Regions from separate parts of the Pan troglodytes genome. Here region 1 is linked to region 2. A link is a contact called in public HiChIP or PLAC-seq data. All regions are on one chromosome and are shown on one strand. Each heading gives the region's core, a stretch centred on a gene start, on an enhancer-like site or on the middle of the called end of the contact. The rest is flanking DNA. Distances are from core to core; before and after follow the strand shown.

The links. HiChIP or PLAC-seq counts read pairs in DNA pulled down with a chosen protein or histone mark.
Region 1: an H3K4me3 HiChIP or PLAC-seq map of stem cell-derived excitatory neurons shows a contact between it and region 2, with 2.7 times the contacts expected there. The contact joins the promoter of SMIM45 here to the promoter of SREBF2 in region 2. A contact is called at or near these places in 1 of 7 Hi-C or Micro-C datasets (stem cell-derived neural progenitor cells) and 1 of 1 datasets of contacts at active chromatin or transcription factors (stem cell-derived excitatory neurons).

What each region holds. Positions count from the first base shown.
Region 1 is chr23:43,941,997-43,946,491 of NHGRI_mPanTro3-v2.0_pri, reverse strand. SMIM45 (small integral membrane protein 45) reads right to left here and starts at 1,457. Exons shown (of 2, transcript XM_054675571.2): 1 at 1,153-1,457.
Region 2 is chr23:43,823,593-43,828,769 of NHGRI_mPanTro3-v2.0_pri, reverse strand. It overlaps SREBF2 (sterol regulatory element binding transcription factor 2), which reads right to left and starts at 2,623. Exons shown (of 20, transcript XR_010156033.1): 1 at 2,306-2,623. It overlaps CCDC134 (coiled-coil domain containing 134), which reads right to left. Exons shown (of 7, transcript XM_016939293.4): 7 at 3,499-5,177.

The DNA of each region.
Region 1 (4,495 bases), core at 208-2,707, 120 kb before region 2:
GGCCTATGGGGCAAGTGTCACTATCCACATTTTACAGATGAAGAAACTGAGGTCCAGACAGGCTCACTAACTTGCCTTGGCTTACCCAACTGGAAAGTGGCAGAGCTAGACGCCAAACCCCAGCGATGCCCTGAGGCTTGCGTCCTCCAGGGGAGGGAAAGGCACCTGAGCAGGATGAAATGAGCAGATGCCCACCTTGCTTCTGGGGAGGGAAGCAGGGGGATGGATGGAAAGAACTCCAGGTAGGTCAGAGAGAAGCCCTCACTCTTTTGACCTCCGTCTCCAGACTCCAGCTCCTCTTGTCTCTCTACTCCCAGGTGGGCCTGTTAGGGGAGCTGTGGCCCCAGGGGAGGGAAAGATGCTGTTTCCTGGTCCTGCATCCATCCGGAGCCCCTCTCCTACCCCAAAGGTCCTCACTGGCTGTTCTGAGGCACCGACATTGTCTTAAAGTGCCCTATTTGTGAAGGAATAAAATGAAGAGTGCACTGATTATCCAAAGTGACTAGTGCAGCCAGGGCAGGGGAGCGTGTAGGACCCAGCACCTTTTAACCAGCTGCCTTTCTGGGGAGCTGGAGAGAGTGCAGGATTGTCTGGTGCTGCCAGGGTTGGTGAACGTAGGGAAGGAGCACCTCAGGCAGGGAGGCTGCTCCCTGTGTGACTTAACTGTGTCCAAGGTGACTCATGCCCCCTATCCAGGCCCAGCCAGGCCCCCAGTTTCCTTCCAGCTTAAACATGCGAATGGAGGGCTGGGGCAGAACAGAAGCCATTTCAGCTGCAATGCTGGGGGATGTGGAATAGAGATCAAGGTCCCCCAACCTCTCCAGCCCTGTGCACAAAATCCCAGGCATTCTGAGGCTGACTGAGGACCCCGTGGTCTCTTCCTGATTTCTCAGGGAACTGACCTAGGTGGAAAAGCAACACACTCACTGGCCTCCTGTGTTATCTTGGCCCCTTCTTCACCCTCTCTGGGCCTCAGGGTCCCCTGTGCACAGTGACAGGGTGGGGATGGGGTTACCAGATGATCTATATGGAATTTTCCAGCCTCATTTAAGCCAATGTGCTGCCTGAGACAGTGTGAGTTTGCAGAGCCCCTCTCCCTACCTCCCAAGCCATTGGCACCACTCGGTGCCCTCCGTGTGCCCAAAGACCCACCTCACGCCCTGCAGATGCCAGTTCCGGGGGCTCTGTGCTGAGCACACCGCCTCAGCCTGAGCAGCTCAGCGTCGGCCCGTGGACTCATTCGCAGCTGCTGTCCCCAGAGACACTGCCATCTGCGGCCGCCCTGGGTGCTGGAGGCAGAGATAGGGCAGGGCCAATGCAACCCACGGGAGACGAGCTTCTCACACCCGGGGGCTCTGAGTGGGCCAGGAGGGGGCAGTCCTGGACTGACTCAGCACCCTGGTATCTCTCCCTGCCCATCAGAGACCCTTCCCCCTAGCCCCCACTCTCAGGATGGCAGGAGGTGGGACCTGTCTCAGCCAATCAGCAGCCTGGCAGAGCAAGGGCTTTATCTTCCGTTGCCCTGGCAACCAGCCTTCTCTTCTGGATCCCTGGTACTGTGCACGTGGTACAGCAGATGACAGAGCGGCAGGATTGGGGGAGTGCGGGGAGGGCGAATCACCCAGCAGGCTGCAGGACCCCAAGCCTGGTGGGCCTAGAGAGGAGAGGACCGTGGCTGATAACTCTAAGGGTCTGATGGTCTGCCATTTGGGGAGCAGGGAGATACTGGGGTAACTGGCAAGCGGGTGGGGACAGAGAATCAGTGACCAGTAGAGCTCAAGGGGGTCATATGTTATACAAGGAAAAACCAAGACTGAGTCTGAGAGTTCAGACACATTGGCTCAATGTAACATTTCCTATGCACCAGACACTGTTTTCAACGCTTTGATTATATTAACTCAATTAATTCTTATTCATGGTCACACAGCAAGAAAGTAGCAGTGCCAGGGTCAGAGCCCTAGCCTGGCTTTCAGGACCCTTGCAAATGGCTCCCCCTCCCCATTCTGCCTCATCTACCCCACAGCACCCCTGGCTGGTGTACAGCCAGCACAGGCATTGAGCACTCCCATCTTCCAGCTGGCCCCAACATCACTTCCTGCAGTCCTCCCAGCTGGATTGGTGTTGAGACCCCATTTTGGGATGAGGCAGAGAGGTGATGCTGCTGGCCTTCTCCTTCTCCCAGAGCCCTCAGCTTCTCAGTGACTGAGCTGGAATTCAAAGCCAAGAGCTGACGTTGGGGGTGGGGTCCACCTTCCCAAGCATGGATCCTCCCCCTCCCCCTATGCCATAGACAAGGTATCTGCCACGTGTTGAGGGCTATTGTCTCAGGAGGGAGAGAGCAGCCCCCTAGGGCCCACAGGGCGTGGCTGGGAAGAGGCTTCCAGGAACCACCTCCCTAGGGAATCCGTTCCCAGAAACCTGGGGATGGGCAGGGGGAAAGCCTCTGGGTGAGGTGGCTTCAGGACCTAGGTCCCCCACCACAGACACCTCTGCGCCATCTAGGGGCTCTTCAGGTATGACGGGTCCTTTCCAGCATATGTGGGACTGGGGGGTGACTGTGAGTTCACAGAGGGTTTGTTTTTTTTGAGACGGAGTCTCGCTGTGTTCGCCAGGCTGGAGTGCAGTGGCACAGTCTCGGCTCACTGCAACCTCTACCTCCCGGGTTCAAGCGATTCCCCTGCCTCAGCCTTCCGAGGAGCTGGGACTACAGGTGGGCACCACCATGCCTGGCTAATTTTTTGTATTTTAGTAGAGGCGGGTTTACCATATTGGCCAGAATGGTCTCGATCTACTGACCTCATGATCTGCCCACCTCGGCCTCCCAAAGTGCTGGGATTACAGGCGTGAGCCACTGCGCCTGGCCTTTTGCTTTGTTTTTTAAGACAAGGTCTTGCTCTTTCACTCAGGCTGGAGCACAGTGGTGTGATCATGGCTCACTGCAACCTCTGCCTCCTGGGCTCAGGTGATCCTCCCACCTCAGCCTCCCGAGTAGCTTGGACCACAAATGCATGCCACTATGCCCAGCTGATTTTTGTACTTTTTGTAGAGACAAGATTTTGCCATATTGCCCAAGCCGGTCTTGAACTTCTGGCCTCAAGCTATCCTCCTGCCTCAGCCTCCCAAAGTACTGGGATTACAGGCGTGAGCCACCACCTGGCCAAAGTGCTTTTTAACATTTTGGGGTGGGAGAGCAGAGGAGTTGGGGGAAGAATCACAAAGGGGCAGGAGTAAACTTTTTGGGGTGAAGGTATGTTCAGGCTCTTAATGGTGATGGTGGCTTCTTAAGTATATACATATGTCAAACTTATCAAATTGTACCCTTGAAATAAGTGTAGTTGATTATACGTGTCCCTTATGCCTCAATAAATCTGTAAAGTATGTGATCCATGGCCTGTCGGCATTGTTTTAGCCACTGATTCCTTATTCATACAAAAGCTTATGGGAAGCTCAATACATAACAGAGATAAAGTGGAGGTTGCTTCGGTTCAATGGTTGGGTGGGGGTGGGGGTTCTGGACCCCACCCACTCGGAATCCCCCCTGTCTCTCACAGGACCCCAAGTCATCTCCCCAGGGCTCCACAGAAGCCGATTTGAAAAATGCTGGCCCAGAGGACTCTGATGACCCTGCCAGCTTGGGTGTTCAGGATGTAAGAACCTCCAGGCCTCTATCTGGCCTCCTCCCCATCCCTACCCTTCATCATGTATGGATCTTAAACACAACTACTTTCTGTTCAGCCAATGATCACCGCCCCGGTGAAGTGGAGTGCAGGCTCCCCAGGGACACAGAGCAGCTTCCCCTGGGTTCCTGCTGCTCCTGGCTGCTCCCCGATGGCCTCCCCAACTGCAGTGCCCTGTCTCTTGTTACAAGTGGTAACTCCCTGAAGCAGTTTGGCCCCTCTGGGACCAGGGTCCTCAGGGCAGGCACTCAGCACATGCTGACCCAATGGGTCTCAGCCCGGCCCCTCCTGGAAAGTCCCCACCAGAGTCCAAAGTCTTTTCCCAGCCCACCACTCTCTAAGGGCCTCAGTCTCCGGGAGCTCAATCACCTCCGTGGCGTGATCACCTCCTCCCCTGTTCTTCTTACTCCATCTGCCACAGCCACTGGCCTCCTTGCTACGCCTCGGAAGTGCCAGGAGTGCTTCCCACTCAGGGCCTTTCCACTTGCACTGCCTTCTGCCTGAGGCCTCTTCTTCATCATACTTAAGGGGCCCCTCTCTCACTGAATTCAAGCATCTGCTCAAATGTCACCTTAGGGAGGCCTCCCTGCTCTAAAGTAGCCTCCTCCCATCCATCTCTTCTGCCAGAGAGCTTTAGTTTATCTTTCTTTTTTTTTTTTGAGATGGAGTCTCACATGTCGCCCAGGCTGGAGTGCAGTGGTGCGATCTCAGCTCACTGCAACCTCCGCCTCCCAGGTTCAAGTGATTCTCCTGCCTCAGCCTCCCGAGTAGGTGGGATTACAGGCGCCCGCCACCGCCACCATACCTGGCTAATTTGT
Region 2 (5,177 bases), core at 1,374-3,873:
GAGACCAGCCCGACCAACATGGAGAAACCCTGTCTCTACTAAAAATACAAAATTAGCTGGGCGTGGTGGCGCATGCCTGTAATCCCAGCTACTCGGGAGGCTGAGACAGGAGAATCGCCTGAACTCGGGAGGTGGAGGTTGCGGTGAGCCGAGATCGCGCCATTGCACTCCAGCCTGGGCAACAATAGCGAAACTCCGTCTCAAAAAAAAAAAAAAAAATTTAGGTGGCTCACACCTGTAATCCTAGCACTTTGGGAGGCCGAGGCAGGAGGATCGTTTGAGCCTAAGAGTTTGTGCCTGGCAACATAGTGAGACGTCATCTCTACGAAATTCAAAAAATTTGCTGGGTGTGGTGGCATGCGTCTGTGGTCCCAGCCTCCCGGCTGAGGTGGGAGGATTGCTTGAGCCCAGAAGGTCAAGGCTGCAGTGAGCTGTGATTGTGCCACTGCATTCCAGCCTGGGTGACAGAATGAGACCCTGTCTCAAAAAATAACTAAATAAATAAAAATTTAAATTTAAAAATCAGATAAACAAAATAAGACAAATAGGAATTGATCATGGAATAGGAATGCAAAATGCACATGAATTTCTTTCTGTGCCCTTGCAGGTAGGCAGCTATAGATATACAGTACTTTCTACTGGCTGTGTAATCTTCAGTAAATTAATGAACCGCCCTGGGCCTCACTTTCAGGATCTGTGAGAGGGAGATGACAAGTATAACAGTTCTCTCTACCTGACAGGGTTGTTAGGAAGATTGAGAACATTAACGTGTATAACTGTTTAACACCGTCTGGCACAGAAGTTCTCAAAACATGTTAGCTGCCCTTGCTATGTTCCCAACCCCCACCTACCCCATCCCCCATTTGTTAACCCATTTCTGTATTTAGAAGCACTTAGCAAAGAGTCTGTGGTTAGAACTGGGGCTTCAATTAAGGGTCTTATCACACTGCCCACATGATCAAAATGGAAATCAAGGACAAACCAAGGGGAGAAATATTACAAAAGCAAAATGGGAAAATGGCAAACAGATCCTTTTCAATTAGCTGCTGCATTTATCTCTTCCCCCAAAAGAGAATCTTCTGCTGCTTCTGTTTCTTCATCTGCACAACGGGGATGTAGCCATCATACATGCCTGCAAGGCTGTAGTGAGATCCTGGACAGGAAAGCATTCTGAAAACTGAAAAGTACAATGCACCTGTGTTTCTGCCTAAGCTCTCTAAGGTGAGTGGCCTTAGATAAGTCAACATCTCCTGGCCTCGGCTTCTTTAATTACCGTATTAAAATAGAGGTAATAAGAGTATCTCACAGGATTGTTGTGAGGAAGAAGTGAAATAATACAAAGCATTTTGGGGCCTAAACATAAGAGTGCAACTATCCAGTTAATAAGATTACTAGCCTAGTCAACTGGACTCTTTCTTGAAAGGAGGGGTATAAAAAAACCAATACTGGCCGAGGAACTGCAAGAACTAGGCTCTAACCAGCTGGGTGACCTTGAGCAAGCCGCTGACCCTCTCCAAATCGTGGTTCCCGTGGTCGCAAAATTAGTATTTTAAGAGTGGATCCCTGGGCTCCTACCAGCTCTTCCATTCCGCTGTTAAGGCGCTGGAACAAAGGCCACCCGCTCCCCAGCCCGTACCCGAGGGGCCACAACTCAAAATTCCTTCTGCTCAATTCCCCTTGCAGCATGACAGCAGGAGCGCCCGGGTCTCCATCCCGGAGAGATGTGTCCACACTCCGCCGCCACTGCTCTCTTCATCAGCAACTTGCTCCTGCAGTCGCTGCCCAAAGTTTCGCGGAGCACCCGGCGACCTGGCCGTCGGTCAATCCTGAGAAGCCCAGGGATTCGGGGCGCGGAGACTGGGGGCTGGGCCCCGGGAATCCCAAAGACGCCCCCGCGGCCAGGAAGGGAGTGACAGGTGCGACGCGCGGTCGCGGGCGGCGGGAGAGCGGACCACGGAAACCGCGTGTGGGCGCGCGAGGGAGGCGGCGGCCACGCGCTCTCCTTAGGCCGCTCCCTGAGACGCCCCCGCGACGTCCCTGGCCCCGCGCTCTGGAACCCGCGACCCTCGCGCCGCTTTCGGCCCCGCGGCGCCCCAGATCCCACGGCCTCCCGGAGCGGCGCAGCTGGGTCGGGCTCACGCTCGCAGCGCCGGAAGGGTTGAGGACCGCCGGGGGCACCGTGCGCACGGGGTTCTTCCCGCGCGAGCCGGGGCTGTCGGGGGGTGGGCGCACGCGCACCCGGGCGCGCCGCCGTAACCCCTTCCTCCCCGCGCGGCCCCCGCACTCCCACCCACCCACCACTCACCGTCGATGTCTCCCAGGGTCAGCTCGTCGCCCAGCTCCGTGAGGGTCTCCATGGTCTCCAGACCGCCCAGCTCGCCGCTCTCGTCCATCGCCCGGCTCAGCGCAGAAGCCCCCCTGCCGTCCCGCTCAGGGAGACGCGGGGGCGGTGCCGTCGCCACCGCCCATGACACCCGACAACCCCCGCCCGGCACCGCCTCACCGACGGGTGCCACCCGCCGCCATGTTTGCGTTGCGCCCGGGCGCCGCACCGAAAGGGCGGGGCGGGATTCCCCCGCCCCAGCCCGCGCCCCCTGCGGCCCCGCCTCCAGGCCGCGCGCCCCCCTGTTTGTTGTCAATGGGACCAGGCTCATCTCAGCCAATGGGCGAGCGAAGCGGTGCGTGGGGTGATGGCGCGTCATCGATCAGCAGCTCAGATTTGCATAGTGAGGTCCCTCCCCCCGCGGCCTCGGAGCGAATGCCTGGAGTAGCCGTCCGGTCATCATCTTAACCTTCTCCGCCTTGTTTAAAGGAGCCGCTGCCTTCTCCGTTGGATCTGCGCCACACGCAAGTCCGTCCACTGGCCTGGGAGTGAAGGGTTAACAGGCCACCCTCCACCTGCGACCGCTGGCCGCCTCCAGCCCTGGCTGGGAGCACATTACGTCATCTTCCCAGCTGCCTACCCCCGCCCTGCCCGCCTGAGAAAGCCAGCGGAGTCAAACCTGGACCCCAGCGCTCGGGACGGGAGTCCGGGTCATCCAAGTCCCGCTTCTCCCAGCCTCCTTACAAAGGCGGGCACGGAGGCTTGACAAGGTTGCAGATTGTCCCAGGGCGGTCAGGATTTTACGTCTTCTGCTTTGCACCCGCCGTGACCTCGCGCTTACTCCAGTGGTCCTCAATCTCTGGCACCTCGGAACCACTGAGGACCTGAAAACCACGCCAGTGCCCAGGCCCACCGACGGCCTCCTGAGAGGGGGGCCCCGGGCACGAGTTTTTTGAAAAAGTTCCACCGGGATTCTGAAGTGCAGCCCACCCACTCCTTCAAGCACCTCACTGCCCCATCTTGCAGCTGGTCGTGTTGTAAACTTCTAGGAATTTATCCAAAGGAATAAAAATTACAAGTGCTTAAAGAAGTGCTGTAACTAGGAAGAAGTGAGAATAAGGAAATGAATATGTAAATTACATCCACACGATGGAATACCATGGGATCATTAAAAATTACGCACACAAATGTATATTTATTAGCAAGAAAAGGCGTTCACAATATATTGATAAAAGGGAAAAGTAAGTTTCCTGCCAGTTTGTGAGAGGCAGCTGTTGCTTAGTGATCAATAATTAAGAACACACAGGCTGTGTGGAGGCAGACACATGGATCCACTAATTCACTGTGACCTTGGGTTAATTGTTCTAAGCCTCAGTTTAGTCATCTCTAAAATGGGGATAAAATAGCATCCCTCATAGCTGTGGTTAAGTGAGATTATTTGCACATTCAATTGACAATATTTATTGAACATCTCTGTGGCAGGGAAACAAATGGTTCCTGCCCTCTGAGAGCTTCCAGTCTAGCAAAAAAAAAAAAAATCAGAAATCCCACACCCGTATTAAACATAAAAATAAATTACAGATGATGGTACAAGTGATCAAGGAAAGGTAATGGATGTGATGAAACTAACAAGGGCCCTGACTTGTGCTGTCAAGAAGCCTCTGAAGAAGTGACATTTAAGATGAAACCTAAAATTATGAGAGAACTGCAGCTGTTACAGCCAAAGGGGAAATGATGACATGGACAAAGGCCTCGAGGCAGGAGGAGCTGCTGGCAGCCAGCTCTCGGCATAAGCTTTGGCATACAGTAAGTGCCTTGCATACTGCTGTATTGCAGTTGAAAAAATAAGGATCTGGCCAGGCGCGGTGGCTCACACCGGTAATTCCAGCACTTTAGGAGGCCGAGGTGTGCAGATCATTTGAGGTCAGGAGTTGGAGACCAGCCTGACCAACATGGTGAAACCCCGTCTCTACTAAAAATACAAAAATTAGCCGGGTGTGGTGGCGCATGCCTGTAATCCCAGCTAACCGGTAGGAGAACTGCCGGAACCTGGGAGATAGAGGCTGCAGTGAGCTGAGATCATGCCACTGCACTCCAGCCTGGGAGACAGAGCAAGACTCTGTCTCAAAAAAAAGAAAGAAAAAATACAAAGAGAGTCCGGGCAAGGTGGGTCACGCCTGTAATCCCAGCACTTTGGGAGGCTGAGGTGGGCGGATTGCCTGAGGTCGGGAGTTCGAGACCAGCTTGGCCAGCTTGGTGAAACCCCGTCTCTACTAAAAATACAAAAATTAGCCAGGCGTGATGGTGCATGCCTGTAATCCCAGCTACTCAGGAAGCTGAGGCAGGAGACTTGCTTGAACCCGGGAGGCAGAAGTTACGGTGAGCAGAGATCGCGCCATTGCACTCCAGCCTGGGCAACAGGAGACTGCGTCTCAAAAAAAAAAAAAAAAAAGAAAAGAAAAGAAAAAATAAGGATCTGTGTGCTCACCTGAAGGTTAAAAACGATGGAAGACCCAACAGCTGGCTGTCAGACATAGTTACAGGAGTAGTGAGATTTGGGGTGAATTTTACTTTTGGAGTGAATTTTACTTTCTTTTTGGCATTTCAGTATTGCTTAAATTACGTTTTATAATGAACGTGTATAACTAATGAGAAATAGATAGTGTCTTATTTTTTGGGAAAGCAAGACAACATTGTTCTCGTCATTGTTCACACACAGGGAGGCTGGTATAGAATACACCAGTCTCACCCTGAAAGACACAGAAAACTAAACCCTGCTCTGGACCCAGCACTGAGCAGGAAGGTGCCACCTTCAACTGTGCTGCCCAGTGGCTCTTGCAAGGCCCCTCACACT